Regions from separate parts of the Mus musculus genome. Here region 1 is linked to region 2. A link is a contact called in public Hi-C data. All regions are on one chromosome and are shown on one strand. Each heading gives the region's core, a stretch centred on a gene start, on an enhancer-like site or on the middle of the called end of the contact. The rest is flanking DNA. Distances are from core to core; before and after follow the strand shown. Region 1 overlaps Zdhhc14 (zinc finger, DHHC domain containing 14). Region 2 has its middle 12 kb from the start of Gm29050.

Region 1 (7,245 bases), core at 208-2,707, 360 kb after region 2:
CTTCCCTTTAAGTCTGGCTCCAGCCTGGAGTCAAAGACTTTAAACTTCTAATAAACTACTAACTCCTTGGGGCCTCAGCCTTCTCTTCTAGGCTCATGGACAGGGCGGGGAACTTACAAAAGGCATGCTCTGGGAAGGGTGCACACACAACGGGGCATGAAATAGAGATCTGCAACCTCAGACGGTTGCTCTCTACTCCCACTAGGGCTGCCTTGTATGTGTTCCCATGGGCCGCCAATGATGAGAGGCACCTCTGGTTGTGCCTATTAGCAATAACAGGGCTATTAGTATGTAGTTTGGTAGTGACTTAAAACTCAGGGACCACTAAGCCAAGGAAAGCCAATATTTACCAATATTTGCACATCATGTGTGGTAGTGGTTGGTTTGCTTAAACAAACAAACAAACAGCTTCATGCACTTGATCCTCCATACATGTAAGTGCGTGCGCGCACGTGGACACACACATACACACTACATGTACACATGCATACATACTTGCTTGCACTTCACAAACAAACACATACACAGAAACTAAAGTTCTCAAACTACAAGAAGCTGTGGTCTCTATTGCTGTGGGTGGGAAATCCTGTGACCCTTTTCTGGGATTGCCTATAAATGACATCCTTTAAGTTTGGAATCAAGGGCATAGAGGCTATAATGTAGCTAATATTGCACCCTGGAGGCCCACAGAGGTACCTGCTCACTAGAGTACTTTATTCTGCCACACAAGTGTGTATGTGTCATGTGCTAGGGTCTCTCCTAATGTCTGCTCCTTGCCTCTGCCTTACTGACAAGATACTAATGGTTTCTCTTCTCCCTCACCTACCCCCTCCCCCGTCCCACCCTCTCCTTTTTCATCTCCTTTCCACCTTTTCTTTGCTGGCTCCTGCTGCTGTTCTCCAGTGCGACCAAGACCAGTGCATTCAGAGCACCAAATTCGTTTTGCAGGCCGCAGCCACGCCCCTGCTTCAGAGCGAGCCCAGCCTCACCAGCGAAGAGCTGCATATGCCTGGGAAACCCGGCCTGGGCACCCCATGTGCTAGCCTGACGCTGGGCCAGCCCACACCACCCTCCTCCATGCCCAACCTTGCCACGGAGGCCACACTCTCAGACATTATGCCCCTGAAGGATGAGCATGGGGGCCATCAGTTTCTGACCCCAGATGAGGCACCCTCACCGCCAAGGATGCTGGGGGCAGGCAGCCCTCTAGCACATAGCCGTACCATGCACATGTTGGGTCTGGCCAGCCAGGACTCCCTGCACGAAGACTCCGTGAGGGGCTTGGTAAAGCTCAGCTCCGTGTGACCTGCATGGCCAGCCCTGGGGACCACAGGTGACAAACAAAAACAAATTACTGGACATAGCCAAGAGGACGTTTTGTTTGGAATCTGCAGAGTGGACCGGGAAGAGGAGACTCCCTCAATGGGAGGAGCCTGGAATTGAAAGAGGCAGCGTGGATGCAGCGTGCAGCGCCCTCTGTCGGCTGCTTTTGGGACAGACACGAGGAAAATTTTCGACACTGGTGGCCAGACTGAAATTGGACCTAATGTTACAGCTACTAATTGAAATCCACCCGCCGTTCCATTTGTTCATTAAAACAAAACGAAACAAAAGTTCCAAAGGGAAAAGCCGGCCAGACATGGGATTGCATGCCACACTATAGTCTGTGTTACAGCAGTGGTATTCCAGAAGAAAAGATGTCTCTCTGTTTTCCTTCTTTTTAATCTTGTGATACTTTCCAATGTGACAGACCGAACCCGGTGGGTAATGCCATCCTTCGCGACTTACTGGACTTAGCTGTATGAGGATGGGCGTTTCCTGATGAAGAGGGTTACTGGGGGCATCCCCTGTTGCAGACGGCACCTGGGGTCTATCCTGCCCTGGACAGACATTTTAACCCTCTGTCAATGCTCAGATGGATGTCATATTGTGCCACCATGGGGCAGTCCTCGCCTCCTGTGTGACAATGACCTTCCTATGGACAGCCAATAAAATGACTCCTCTGTTATTTTCTTGATCTGTATACAGTTGTCAACAGCTTGCATGTAGTTACTTACTTGTTCACATTATCTCTGGTAAGGAATAATTCAAAACAGCCAAAGTTGAAATCTTCATGTTGTGGGTTATGGTTCGGCTTCTTAGATGGGAGCTGAGCTTGCTAACAGTCCTCAGCCCTTAGCACCCACCTTCCTGATCTGTTTTTAATACAGGCTTAAGGGGGGTTGCTATGAACTAAGAGCCACTCACACAGCAATTATGTGTAGTAAGTGGAGGGAGGGGTACCCAGGAGACGGGATGTTGTCTGGCTGTCTTCTCGGTTCCATGTGATGTTGGGGCGCTACAGACCTCATAGGCATACCTCATGCTCCTCATGAGGCAACAGCAGCCCCACCCTGGAGCTGAGGTCACATAGATCACAACTGGAGACAAAAACAAGATGGCGGCTTCACTCCATCTGTCACCTGGCATTTTAGGGAGCCAGACTATCCGGGAGGAGCTGCAGGAAACTCACCAGCGCTCTGCAGCCTTCATTCCCAGCCCCATATCCAATGGCAAATCCACAGAGCACTCTGTGACTCGGCACCAGGTGCAGGTCTCATTAATACAGTAGACACAATGTTACTGGGGCTAAAACCAATTCCATTCAAGTCAGACAATTGTCATGCTGAAAAGTGGCTGCTTATGTCTTCCTTGTGACATCTCTGAGGCACCTTCACTGTTATGCCCTGTGGCAGTGTAGAAGTTGGAGAAGGTGAATTGTATGTAGCCATTTTTTTTAAGTTTTCTAGACCTAATTATTTGTAATTTAAGACAGAACTGTTCTTACACAACCACACACTGTCAGATGCTCCACCTATGAGTAGATGTCCACAGAGTTCCCCCTACACCTTGTCAACCACATCCGGGCCCCCACCTGCTCCTTACCCTGGACCCAAGGGTGGTCTGGTCTTTTCCCAGTTTCTACCCTTGGGGTGGGGTAGGGGAGCTAGTCTTTATAGATACCTTGGGGTAGGGTGGGGGAGCTAGTCTTTATAGATACCTTGGGGTAGGGTGGGGGAGCTAGTCTTTATAGAGTCCTTTCATTCCCGATACTCCTAATATAGTAGTTGCCAATTTCCTGATACCAACAGCCCCATTTAAAAAATTCCAAGAAGCAACCATAAGTCACTGAATACAGTTGCCCCTCCATCTTCCCTTTCAACTGTGGATTCAACCAACCATGAAAATATTTGAGGGGAGGGTATCTACACTGAGTTGTGTGTCTGTCTTTCCATGTTATTCAATTGCACTGCATTGTGTTAGATATAAATCTCCTAGAGATGAGACAATGCCCACAGAAGGAGGTTTGTGTGTTCTATATGCAAACATTGTTCAGTTTTACTAATAGACCTGAGCTTCCATAGATGGGAGCTTCCATGGGACTCTGGAACCAATCCCCTAAGGACACTGAGGGACAAATATACTTATTATCACTCACCCTGTTCTAGACCCATCCTCCATACATATGTGGTGCCATTTTTCAAATAGGGGTTTGGGGACCTTGGTAAAAATGAATCAAGACGGTTCAGGGACAGGTGGTGTGGAACTTGAATACGACAAGTGGCTAAAATAATTGAAAGTTTAAAGCCCACAGAATGTCACAGACCTTTCTTCCTGTTTGGGAATAAGCAACTGGGCTCTTAGGGCCCTACTTCAGCGGTGAGGGTGAGGGGCACCATCCAGAGAGGTAAGTGGCTTGCATTTCCCATTAACTGGGTCCATCTAGTGTGGCTGAGTGGACCTTGGCATTCTAAATGCTTCGAGAGAGTTAGCAATCGATTGGCTGCTAGCTAGAAAAAAATAAGATAAATATTTTACCGTGCTATTAAGGTTTGGGCCATTAGCACACATAGGGGCCGAGAGGGGGTAAAGTCCATCTGCTTCCCATTCTCCTACCGAGCACTGGGAAATTGGATTTAGCCAGAGCACCCTGGTCCAGATCTGAGAAGGGTGATGATGGCTGAATGCCTGCTTCTGAGCAGACAGGCTGACATGCCACTCTGTGCCACGGGCAGTCAGCACAGTACCACGCTGTGCCCACTTGAAAAATGTTCATTCCAGCTCTGGATGTGATTGTTCAGCCTGGGAGAACAATGTTATATCCCACCCACCCCCAGGCAGCAGAGTGCCTCTCAGAACTACCCATACCACCAAGTCTGTTACGTCCTTGCCTGTGTCAGCCAGGGACACTGACATAAGGTGTGCATGAAAGTGCAAAACAAGTTACAAACTCCATTGTGCAAGCCATGTGATGCCAAGCCCTGAGTGGGTAAACCTTAGCAGGCTTCACACCCTAGGCCTGGTGGACCTTCTCTAGACTAAAAGCAAGAAATGAATGTATTCAGGTTGTAGTGGGTGTCCGGGGTACAGGGCTTGGTGGCATCTCCAGGAATAAGTCAGAATGAAACTTTTCAAGGGCTTCTAAGAACTCGCCCATACAGCCTTAGCACCTGTTCCATTCAGAGCCGAGCCTACCCAGCATCCTCTTGGGGCCTTGAACCAGCTGCCTCCCAGCCGTGGCTTCGGGCTGGAGCTCATTTGGCAGGTGTCAGGATATGAATTAGGGTCTTTCCCACCAGGGGTTTCTGTTCTTGTCCACACCAGGATCTCTTCAGCTCATTGAGTTCTTCAAGTAAGAAGAGCATAAAGAGAAATAACATTGGGTATATTTTCTAATCAATACCTCAAAACTATTCCGAAGACTGAGACTAAATTAAATTGATGATTATGGTGTTTGTTTGTTGTGGGAACTTACCACATCCCTCATTCCTCTCCCTCTATCACTCCTTTTTTCTTAGTTCCCTAGCCTACATGCTCTATAGCAAGCCCTTCACCTTCTCAAACACCTCCCCCCCACACACACTCCCTCCCCTCCCCTCCCATCCCCTCTCCTCCCCTCGTTTTCCCTTCTCTTCTACAGCCCAGTAAATTTTCAAAGATAACTGCTTGGCGCAGTAATCTAGCCATTAAAAAAATAATCGAGCAATGGAAAATTAGATTGATTTACAGCAGCCCTGTTTGCAGTCACGAAAGTAGATAAATAACTTCAACTGGAATGTTTGTGTATGTGGGGGGCGGGCAGATGCACCCATCTGCTAAGAAATCAGCTTTCTTTAAGCTGTGGGTGTCAGTGTTTCCATTGAAAAACAACTATAGAGCAATGCAGAAAGCCAGCTCCACCCAGCCCCTCCCACACACCCACTCATCCTCATCCATACCCCTCCCACGCGCCCACTCATCCTCATCCACACCCCTCCCACGCACCCACTCATCCTCATCCACACCCCTCCCACGCGCCCACTCGCGTCCTCATCCATACCCCTCCCACGCGCCCACTCGTCCTCATCCACACCCTCCCACGCACCCACTCGTCCTCATCCACACCCTCCCATGCGCCCACTCACTCTCATCCATACCCTCAGCCCCCAACAAAAGCAGATAGCAATTAGGTTTGGCTACTGGATTTTTTTTTAACCCTAAATTATAGTGACTTAGAAAATTAGCTATTTTCTCAGGTGTGCAGTGTAAGTACAGAGACAGGCAAATAACGGTCAGTGTGCCCTTGTCAGTGCAGGTACCGAGTTCCATTCTGCTTTTCTTAGACTGGCTTTTATTCCTATAGACAGTTCATAGTCACAAGGCAGGCCCTGCAGCTCTAGCATCAAAGCCACATTCCAGGAAGAGGAGCTAAGGCCAGGAGCCTGCTTCCTTGAGAGAGTGCTCCCAGAGCACCACCCCCACCCCCGCCCCCACCCCCACCCCCCAGCCGGACTGCTCCGTGATCAAAGTGAACTCCCATGACCACTCCTGGACAACCATGAAACTGGGGCATATGTTTTCACTGGACACATGACTACCTCAAATCTTGGGGTTCTGTTGGCAAGAGAAAGGGGGAATGAGTACTCAATAGATCCATAACCTTTTCCCCATATTTAGTAGGGGAAAACCCTCCAGCATGCACTTAATACCTGTGTTAGCAGGCTCTGCATTCGCCCACCTATGCTTCACTCCCTAGAGAACTCCTAATGCTAACACAGACCCACCCGGCTCCCCTTCTCTCTCACACTCTGGGAAGGAAGAAGACAGCAGACAGAGGCTGTTCTTAATCCTGTTTTGAGAAATCTCTCGTGGGCAAACATATCTGTTTGTGGCATCTTTGTTTTCTGATTGTGATCTAGTCTGTGGATGGAGATTTAATGAATTCCTTAGGTCAGCCTGGTAGCTGATCTACATGGAGCAGACACCTTCAGGAGCCACCAAAGATTGCTCTAACCTTGTGCTCATTGATATTCCAGGTAGGAGCCTTCATGTACCTATAATAACCTCAGATTGGGTTGAGGCCCCAGCAAGACCCTCTCCATGATACGGGCAATAATATCTAATCCCAAAACACACCAGTGTAAATGTGAAGAGTCTCTTTATGACACACATAACCATTCCGGTTCATAGCACACTCGTGTGAATCTCTGTGCCCATCTCCTCTTCCCTCCTCCTATACTGCACAGGGCGTCCTGTGAAACAAACCACGTGCCTCCTGGACCAAGCAGCCTAGCTGAGGTTTGGTACTTTCTACTGTCCACTGGACTCTGCATCTTCAGGAACGAGCGCGTGAGCTTCCGCTGCCTGGGCCGGTGAATCTGCCCATCCTCGCTGGTGAAAGGCAGGGGCTGGGGCTGCCGTTGAGTTTCCTTACTCTTCACCAGGATGACACTTATAACCAAACTCTTCCTCCGCCCTACTCTCCCATCGCTGTTGCCTGTCATGAGGAAGCTGCTGCTTTTAGAGCTGAGTGGAAGGCTGTGCTTTTTCCAAAAGAGGAAACAAGGGAAATTTCCATTTTTTTTTCCTTTAAACAACCCAGAACCTACCTCCTTATCTCTAACACACAGTAGCTAGTGGGACTGCAGTAACCCCTCAGAGATGTTTATAAGAGGCAGTGAGTGCACATAAGCCACCAGGAGGCACCAAGAATGATCTGCCTGTCACTGGGATGCTGAGACACTCCACAGCAGTGAACCAGGAAGTAGGTAGGTAGCCCATCAGGCGGGGACAAGGCCATGAAGTCACTGCAAGTCCAGGATGCTCATGAGTGAGACTCAGACACAGGTCCGTCACAAACCTGCCACCTCCTGGACACAGAGACAGCGGGGGTTACCAAGGAGCATTCCATGAGTATGTAGGATTTTAAGGATTTTTTTTAAGGAT
Region 2 (7,006 bases), core at 252-2,751:
CCCCAGTCGTGACAACTAAAATGTCTCCAGCCAGGCATCACTGAATGTTGTCTGGGGGAGGCAGTCACCCTCCCACCCCTCCACGGCTCTCTGCCAGCGTGAGGAAAAAGAGGTGTGGAGTTCTCTGTGTGTCAATACAGAGTTCTTTTACATCTTTTCAGATTTAAATTCATACCAGATAAAGACACCCAGGAGCTGCAGAGGGACCAGGCAGGGATAGGAATTGGATTTTCCTAAAAAAAAAAAAAAAAAAGCCCTACTTTAGGGACAAGCCCTCAGATGACTCAGGGTGACAGGCTCACAGGGACAGTCCCTGGCCTGCCAGCCAGCCTACTCCCTTTCCTTTCAGAGTGGACAGCTCTTTTTTTTTTTTTTTAATTTCATTAGTGTGTGTGTGTGTGGTTGTGTGGTTGTGTTTCTGCATATGTACCCATATGCCATGTCTCAAGTGAGCAGGTCAGAGTCTGTTCCAGGGGTTCCACATGGATTCCAGGGATGGAACGAGGACCAGGCTTGGCGGCAAGCACCTTTGCCATATAAGCTACCCCAACAGCTCTTTTTGGGACTCTCAAGTGTCCCTTCAGTGCCCTTTGTTGGAAAAGCAAATTACAGTGTCGAGAGCAGACACCCACACGTGCAAGTGACAGGAGAATGTGGGGCACGCATAGCAAAATGTCAGTACTATTACTGATGGAGTAAAGATGGGGTTTCAGGTGGCTGTTAGTTTGGCTTGACATCCCTCCCCACCCCCATTTATTTTGGCTGGAACATGAAGTTGTTTGTACCAAGGTGATAGTCATTCACAGAGATCCCAAGGGAAGCACCACTCTGGTGGCAAAGGCCTTCGCCCTACAGATTTGTTACTGACTATGGAAGAGGCTTCTCCATACTGCGGGAGCATGAGATGAGAGGGAACCCAAACTCAGCAGGGTGACGGAGTGTCGCCAGAGAGGCTTGTCCTGGGAGGACACGGCCCACCCTTCTCTCCAGGTCATGGATTCCGGCAGTACCTACACCCACGCTTGGAGTGGCCTGTGCGGAAGATCTGGGGTGTGGTCAAGAACTGCTCAGCAGTGTGACCACCGGGCGCATAGGACGATCAGAGTTGAATGTGTCTTGGGCGACTCTAGAATGCTCTACTGGACTTAATTTTCAGGGTTCACGGAAAGAGCAGAGCACAGCCAGAGGCCCTGGCCTCCGGGCTGGGACAGCATCCCTTGTCTTAACGCGGTGGTGTCCTGGCCCGAAGCCCCACGTAGTATATCCACAGCAGCAGCAGCCAGCCCGCAGCTCGTCCGCCCTCTGCTGGCAGAAAGCCTGAATGACACTTGGCGTTTGCAGCTATATCAGGAAGTCCGCGCTGTGCCCTTGAAAACACAGGGAGAAACCTGGGCACAATGATAAAGGGGGACACAACTGACAGGGAAGGCGTAGCTTACTCGGAATGTCCTCGTGGGGCGTCCGAAAAGCGCGACAGGATGACTGCCTGTCCCAAGGCCCCAGTGGGTCTGTGAGTGACCTGCTCAACAAGCCCAGCTGGTGTGCCAAGCACCCTGCATTGGTGTACAGGAGCAGGGATGCTCATTTGGGGCAGCTTCGCTGAAGTGCTACAAACTGAGAGGCTTAGAGATCGTATTATTTTCAGAAATGAATTATTTCTTGTTTCTAGTGGATGCAAATCCAAAGTCAAGGTGTTCATAGAGCACTCTGAAGGCTCCAGGGAGGTTCACTAGAAGACCCTTCACCGCAGTTGTCCTATGTCGGTCTCCATGCGGCATTGTCCCTGGGCAGATCTATGCTTCTCTGTTTGTTAGTACAGTAGTTGTTGCAAATAATCAAATATAACTTCACCCGAATTTGATTATATCTAAAATGCCCCTGTTTCTAAAATAGGTTATAAGAAGGAGGGGTGGGACTTTACAACGACTTTCAAAGTCTCACCTCAAACATAGCAGATATGCCCAGCGTGCATCCGGGTATGGGGACTGTGAGCTGACCAACACTGAGGGTCTCCGTGACCAGGAAGCCTGAGTGGCCCATGGGCAGGCAATGCTTGAGGTGGGGACCCAGTAAGGAGAATACTTCCCTGTGGTAGGGGTTGGAACAGGAACTGCTTAACGATTTTATTTAGATCTCTAGGCAAGTGTAGGCAAAGATATTGCTTAAATTCACAAAATTAATAAAGATGGTCTTTTTTTTTTCTAGCTTTCTAGTTCCGTTTCTGTTGCTGTGAAAAAATATCACCACCCAAAGCGGCATAGTTCAGGAAGGGTTTATTTGGCTTTCGGTGACGGGTTAGAGACTACCATCGAGAGAGGTTAAGGGCAGCTGGTCAGATCCCATCCCTAGTCTAGAGCAGAGATACACGATGGACCCTTGCCTCTTTGTGCTCTTTCTTCTTAAACAGCCCAAGAGGCCCAGACCATGTGTCTGTCAGGTCTCAGGCCATGCGTACGTCCAGATGCTGCTAGCTCCCAGGCCCTCCCCACTTTTGCCTTGCATTCCAGCTTCCTGGACTACCAGGATGGTCCTCACCAGCCAAGAAGTAGCTGCAGAAGAGACTACACCATCCCTCATCAACAAAAGGCTGGGATGCAAGGTCTCAGGCTGTGCAAATATCCAGAAATGAGCTCAAACTGGATATATGGATTGCCTGAGACCCAACAGAGCTGTTCACAATGGGCTGGGTCTTTCTTCGTCAATAAGGAATCTAGACCTTCCTCCACAGACATGCCCACAGCTATGGCTTTGGCTATTGTTTTGCGAATACATTTTCAAGGCTGTTATTAAGAGAGAGCCATTTCTCATGTGGTGACACATCTCTGCTAATCTCAGCAACTGAGATGCTGAAGTAGGGAGATCTGTTTGAACTGTGACCCACAGTTAGAACTTGGTACCTCTCTAGGTAGCTGGCCTTCCATTCCTGTGGTTTAAAAGGAAGAAAATCAAATCCACCCAGAGGAGCCCAGGTAAGCTTGGTTTGAAGGATGGCCCAAGATGAGAGAGGTAGGTGTCTTAGCTAGGGTTTCCATTGCTGTAAAGAGACATCATGACCAAGGCAAGTCTTATAAAGGACAACGTTTAATTGGGGCTGGCTTACTGGTTCAGAGGTTCAGGCCATTATCATCATGGTAGGAGGCATGGCAGCATTCAGGCAGGCATGGTGCTGGAGGAGCTGAGAGTTCTATGTCTCATTCTAAAGGCAAACAGGAGAAGATTGCTTCCAGGCAGCTAGGAAGAGGCTCTCTCAAAGCCCATGCCCATAGATAGTGACAACTTCCTCCAACAAGGACACACCTCCCAACAGCACCACTCCTTGGGCCAAGCATATTCAAACCACCACAATAGATAACTAAGGTCATGGCAGAGGAATGAGTGAGCCATGGAGCTCCAGAGAGGGCAGAGGTAGTAACACAGGCCACCTGGCCAGGATCAGGGACAAACTGGATTCAGAGGAGTTGAGGTAGAGGCACCAAAACCTTGTCATTTGTGAAGCTGCAGACAGAGTGCGGCCGTTAGAAGCTTGTACCGCTCTTGAAGAGGACCAGAGTCCAGTCCACTTGTAACACCAGTTCTAGTGGATCGGACATCCTCTAAGGGTGCTACGCTCACGTACACAAATCCACACTCAAACACATGCATATGCACATAATTAAAAATTAAAAAATTAAAAAGAAACTTTATGAACAACTCTTAGGACTGAGCTTGCCTTCTAGATTGTGGTTAGGAAAGCAAGCAGGACTTCATGGTGGCCTACAGGAGCCATACCTGATTGGAGGGCTTCATGGTAGCCTACAGGAGCCACACCTGATTGGAGGTTGGCCTGTGTGTGCCCCCAAGCACAGGTGAGTATGTGCAGTTTCTTCATGGGAAATAGTGAAATATCTAACCTCATAGGATAATACTTCAAAACAAAATAATAACAGCCCAAGACAAAGACAAAGATGTTTTTCATATGCTAATTTCCCTAGTTCAGGTGAAATTAATCCTTTGTCTAATCCAGGATTTTAAACAGCGCTTGCTTAAGGAAGAGGTGTGCCCCTGTGGAGGGCTCTGCTTACTGCCTCTGTTTACCGGCTGCTTGGAGAAGTTAGGTGCCTGGGCTTGCAGCAAGCTGAGATCTTTTATAGAAACGAAAACTTAAAAATATGTTGGTGCACAAGATGTTTTGTGTTGAATTTATCTTCAATGCCAAGTCAGGATTTCAGATACCTCCCGAAATAAGAAAGCGGCGACGGGAGGATTTTAGCAGCCGTTATTTTTATTTATAATTTATACCCTGTCGGCTTCTAAAAAGACCAGAGGCAGCTTCCAATAAAAGACGTGTGCACAGTGAAGTTGCTAAAATGGGCCGAGAAAATGGAAAAACTGGCACAGGAGGAGGAGGAAGCAGAGAAAGGGGTAAAGTCTGTGTGAGTCGAGATTCCATTTAGTTCTGAGCTTTCTGGTGGCTGAAGCAGAGGGAAGAAAGAAGTCTTGCTGGCCTTTCCTGTCTGAGGAAGGCAAAGGCGGGGCACTCCCTGCCTTGGGTGTCAGGAGCAGGAAAGGGCCTGGGCTTTAAGTCCAGCCCCTTCTCACCAAGGTCACCACTTCTGTGGCTTCTTCGTGACCAAATCTTTAAGGCCAAGGTCCCAGAAGCCCACGGGGCCCGAGGTGAGGCAGGGAGGGTGGCTAGAGATTCAGGGCACTTTCATTATGGACTGCTGTCAGTAAAGATATGCAGAGGAGGACCAACAGAACAGGTATGGAGCCAGAGCTGAGGGCAAGGAATTGGGGCCTCTGAGAATACTAATTCATTATTATTGTTTAACATATTAGCATCTATCTATTATTACATGGTCGGCGGCGCTGGCATGGCACACATACGGAGGTTAGAGACAATTCTCTGGAGTGAGTTCTCACCTTACACCTTACTTACTGAGGGTTGAACTCAGGTCAGCACATTTGTATGGCTTTTGTATCTGCTTTTACCCAGGGCACCTCTCACGCTCCCCACCCCCACCCTGAGCCTCAAGATCTTAACTCCACCCTCTGATCTATGATGCTGTACCAGGCCAGGAATGCAGCGGAGTATATTGTAGTGGCATATTGGTCTCCTGTAGTACAGCAGGAGTCTGTTAGCTGGCCCTGTAAGAGCAGTTAGACAGGCATGCGGTACCGGGTCTTCCATTCCTGTCTTGCCCTTGGTCGGGAAATACAGAACTTTCCGGTTTGTTTCCCCTCTCACCCACAGTCAGACGTGGCCTTGAGTCTGAGCCACAACGCTTTTTGGGCGTGTGACAGGGACTCGGTTGTTCTGTCTGATTTGACTCTCAGCTGTGTCACTCTGCAAGGATATTCTTTGACTTTTCTAGGCACACTGTTCCCTGTCCTCACGGTACTGACGATGACGCCTACGACGATGACAATGATGATAGAGATGATGGTGGTGGTGATTATGATGATGATGACGACGTTCCCGTTGTGAGGCTGTATGTGACAAAGCTTTAATAATAGTTCCTGAATATAGCAAACACCACTAGGGCCAGCCACTGTGCGCCCCCTCCTATCCCTTGAGTCCTATCTAAGTCCCTCCAGTGGGACTCAGAATCGCTGTGTCTCCCTGAGCTTGGCAACAGAAGTCTCTAGAAGGTCCTCTTGCTCATGAGTGCTTAGAACCCAGCGCCTACAGAGCTTTTCTTGACGTGCCTGGAGCTCTCTGGAGATTGCAAGACAGGAGCCCTAGTAGATTCTGCGCTCCCAGCCAGAGAGCTGTGCCCCATCTCCACTTGGGGAGACCAAGTAGAGGTCCCGCCCAGCTACAGCATGGCCTCATGTTCCCTTTTGCTCTCCCCTACCAGAAGGAAGGGGGCTCCAGAGGGCTCCAGGGGGTTCAGAACACAGGCCACGCCCTCCTGCTCGCAGCCTTAGAATCACTCCCGCCGGGCTCTGCGCCCCCTCCTGGCTGCTGGGGATAGTGCCTCGCTCTAGTCCTTTCCACTCTTTCTGGTGTCTTTCCCTTTTCCCTCGCGAGAAACTCCAAGTTTTTAACAGGATGGCTATCTGTCTAGTTGTGCCATGTCCCTACCTAGTGCCAACCATAACAATTGTGCCTCTGAGGAAGGAAGGAAGGAAGGAAGGAAGGAAGGAAGGAAGGAAGGAAGGAAGGAAGGAAAATACCAATGTCATTTGTCCCAAACTCAGAAAATTTGTTTTCTATTTGCATTGTTTATAAACCAAATCTAAATCTAGTCTTAATCACCAACCCAAAGCCTTTTGTAAGCTTGTCCTTTCGGATGGGTTTCCCTCCTGCCCGGCTCAAATATTGGTCAGCTAAGAAGTTCTGTGCCTGTCCCTTGTCGGCCGGTGCACAGTATGTCCCGCTATTGGTGTGTGTTGCGGGAGGATGCTGCCAGATCCTTTTGCTCTGTCCCACTCCCTTTAACAAAAGAGTAAGACCCACAGGTGCAGGCCACAGCCTATACCCGGAGGCTCCAGCCAGTCAGCCCCACCCTCTCTGGTCACTCTGGCAGGACTCTGCGCCCCCTGCTGGCACTCTGCAGGGCAGATGGTGCCCTTCAGCTGGCTCCCTTGGCCCTAGTGGCTGGGATGAAAGCGATGGTTTGCTATGCAGTCCAGAAGTCCAAGTCTGGGAGTTACCAAGAATGGCAACGGCTTGCTTAGAGGGCACAGTGACACTAGGCTGATTTTTTTTTTCAGGCCGGTGAACATAGAGGCTGTGGAGGGGTAGAATTCAAGGGAATGAGGCTGCAGTGACTTATATTGTGGTCTAGGAAGGTAACTGCCAGTAGCTAGAGAACTTGCTGCAAGAATGCATTTCTGGGACGCATGGCAAAACAGAAGAGTGGTCCTTGGCTGGGGCCATTGCATCTGCAGCACCAGTCTCCCACGTTCTGGACAGAACAAGTGAGCCACCCAGGGTCCCCAAGCACACAAGGCTCCAAAGTAGACTGTTGAGTGCAATCAGCCACTGCCCTCAGGGAACTGGCAGGTGCCTAGAACATCA

What was found. Hi-C and Micro-C count contacts between places; a contact is called where the count stands out from the background.
Region 1: a Hi-C map of bone marrow-derived macrophages shows a contact between it and region 2, with 17 read pairs. The contact joins two enhancer-like sites. A contact is called at or near these places in 1 of 15 datasets of contacts at CTCF or cohesin (embryonic stem cells), 3 of 484 Hi-C or Micro-C datasets (bone marrow-derived macrophages and embryonic stem cells) and 7 of 115 datasets of contacts at active chromatin or transcription factors (astrocytes, embryonic basal ganglia, embryonic stem cells and 3 more).

What each region holds. Positions count from the first base shown.
Region 1 is chr17:5,751,789-5,759,033 of GRCm38.p6, forward strand. Zdhhc14 (zinc finger, DHHC domain containing 14) reads left to right here. Exons shown (of 9, transcript NM_146073.3): 9 at 904-2,103. The coding sequence ends at 1,305. Among named protein-coding and RNA genes, the nearest start is that of Gm41519, 15 kb to the right of the region's middle. Within about 2 kb of position 1,458, at least 67 of the 459 cell types and tissues checked have an H3K27ac peak or open chromatin away from gene starts, as enhancers often do. A contact at or near this core is called in bone marrow-derived macrophages, where this site is marked.
Region 2 is chr17:5,396,325-5,403,330 of GRCm38.p6, forward strand. No RefSeq gene overlaps it. Among named protein-coding and RNA genes, the nearest start is that of Gm29050, 12 kb to the right of the region's middle. Within about 2 kb of position 1,502, at least 39 of the 459 cell types and tissues checked have an H3K27ac peak or open chromatin away from gene starts, as enhancers often do. A contact at or near this core is called in bone marrow-derived macrophages, where this site is marked.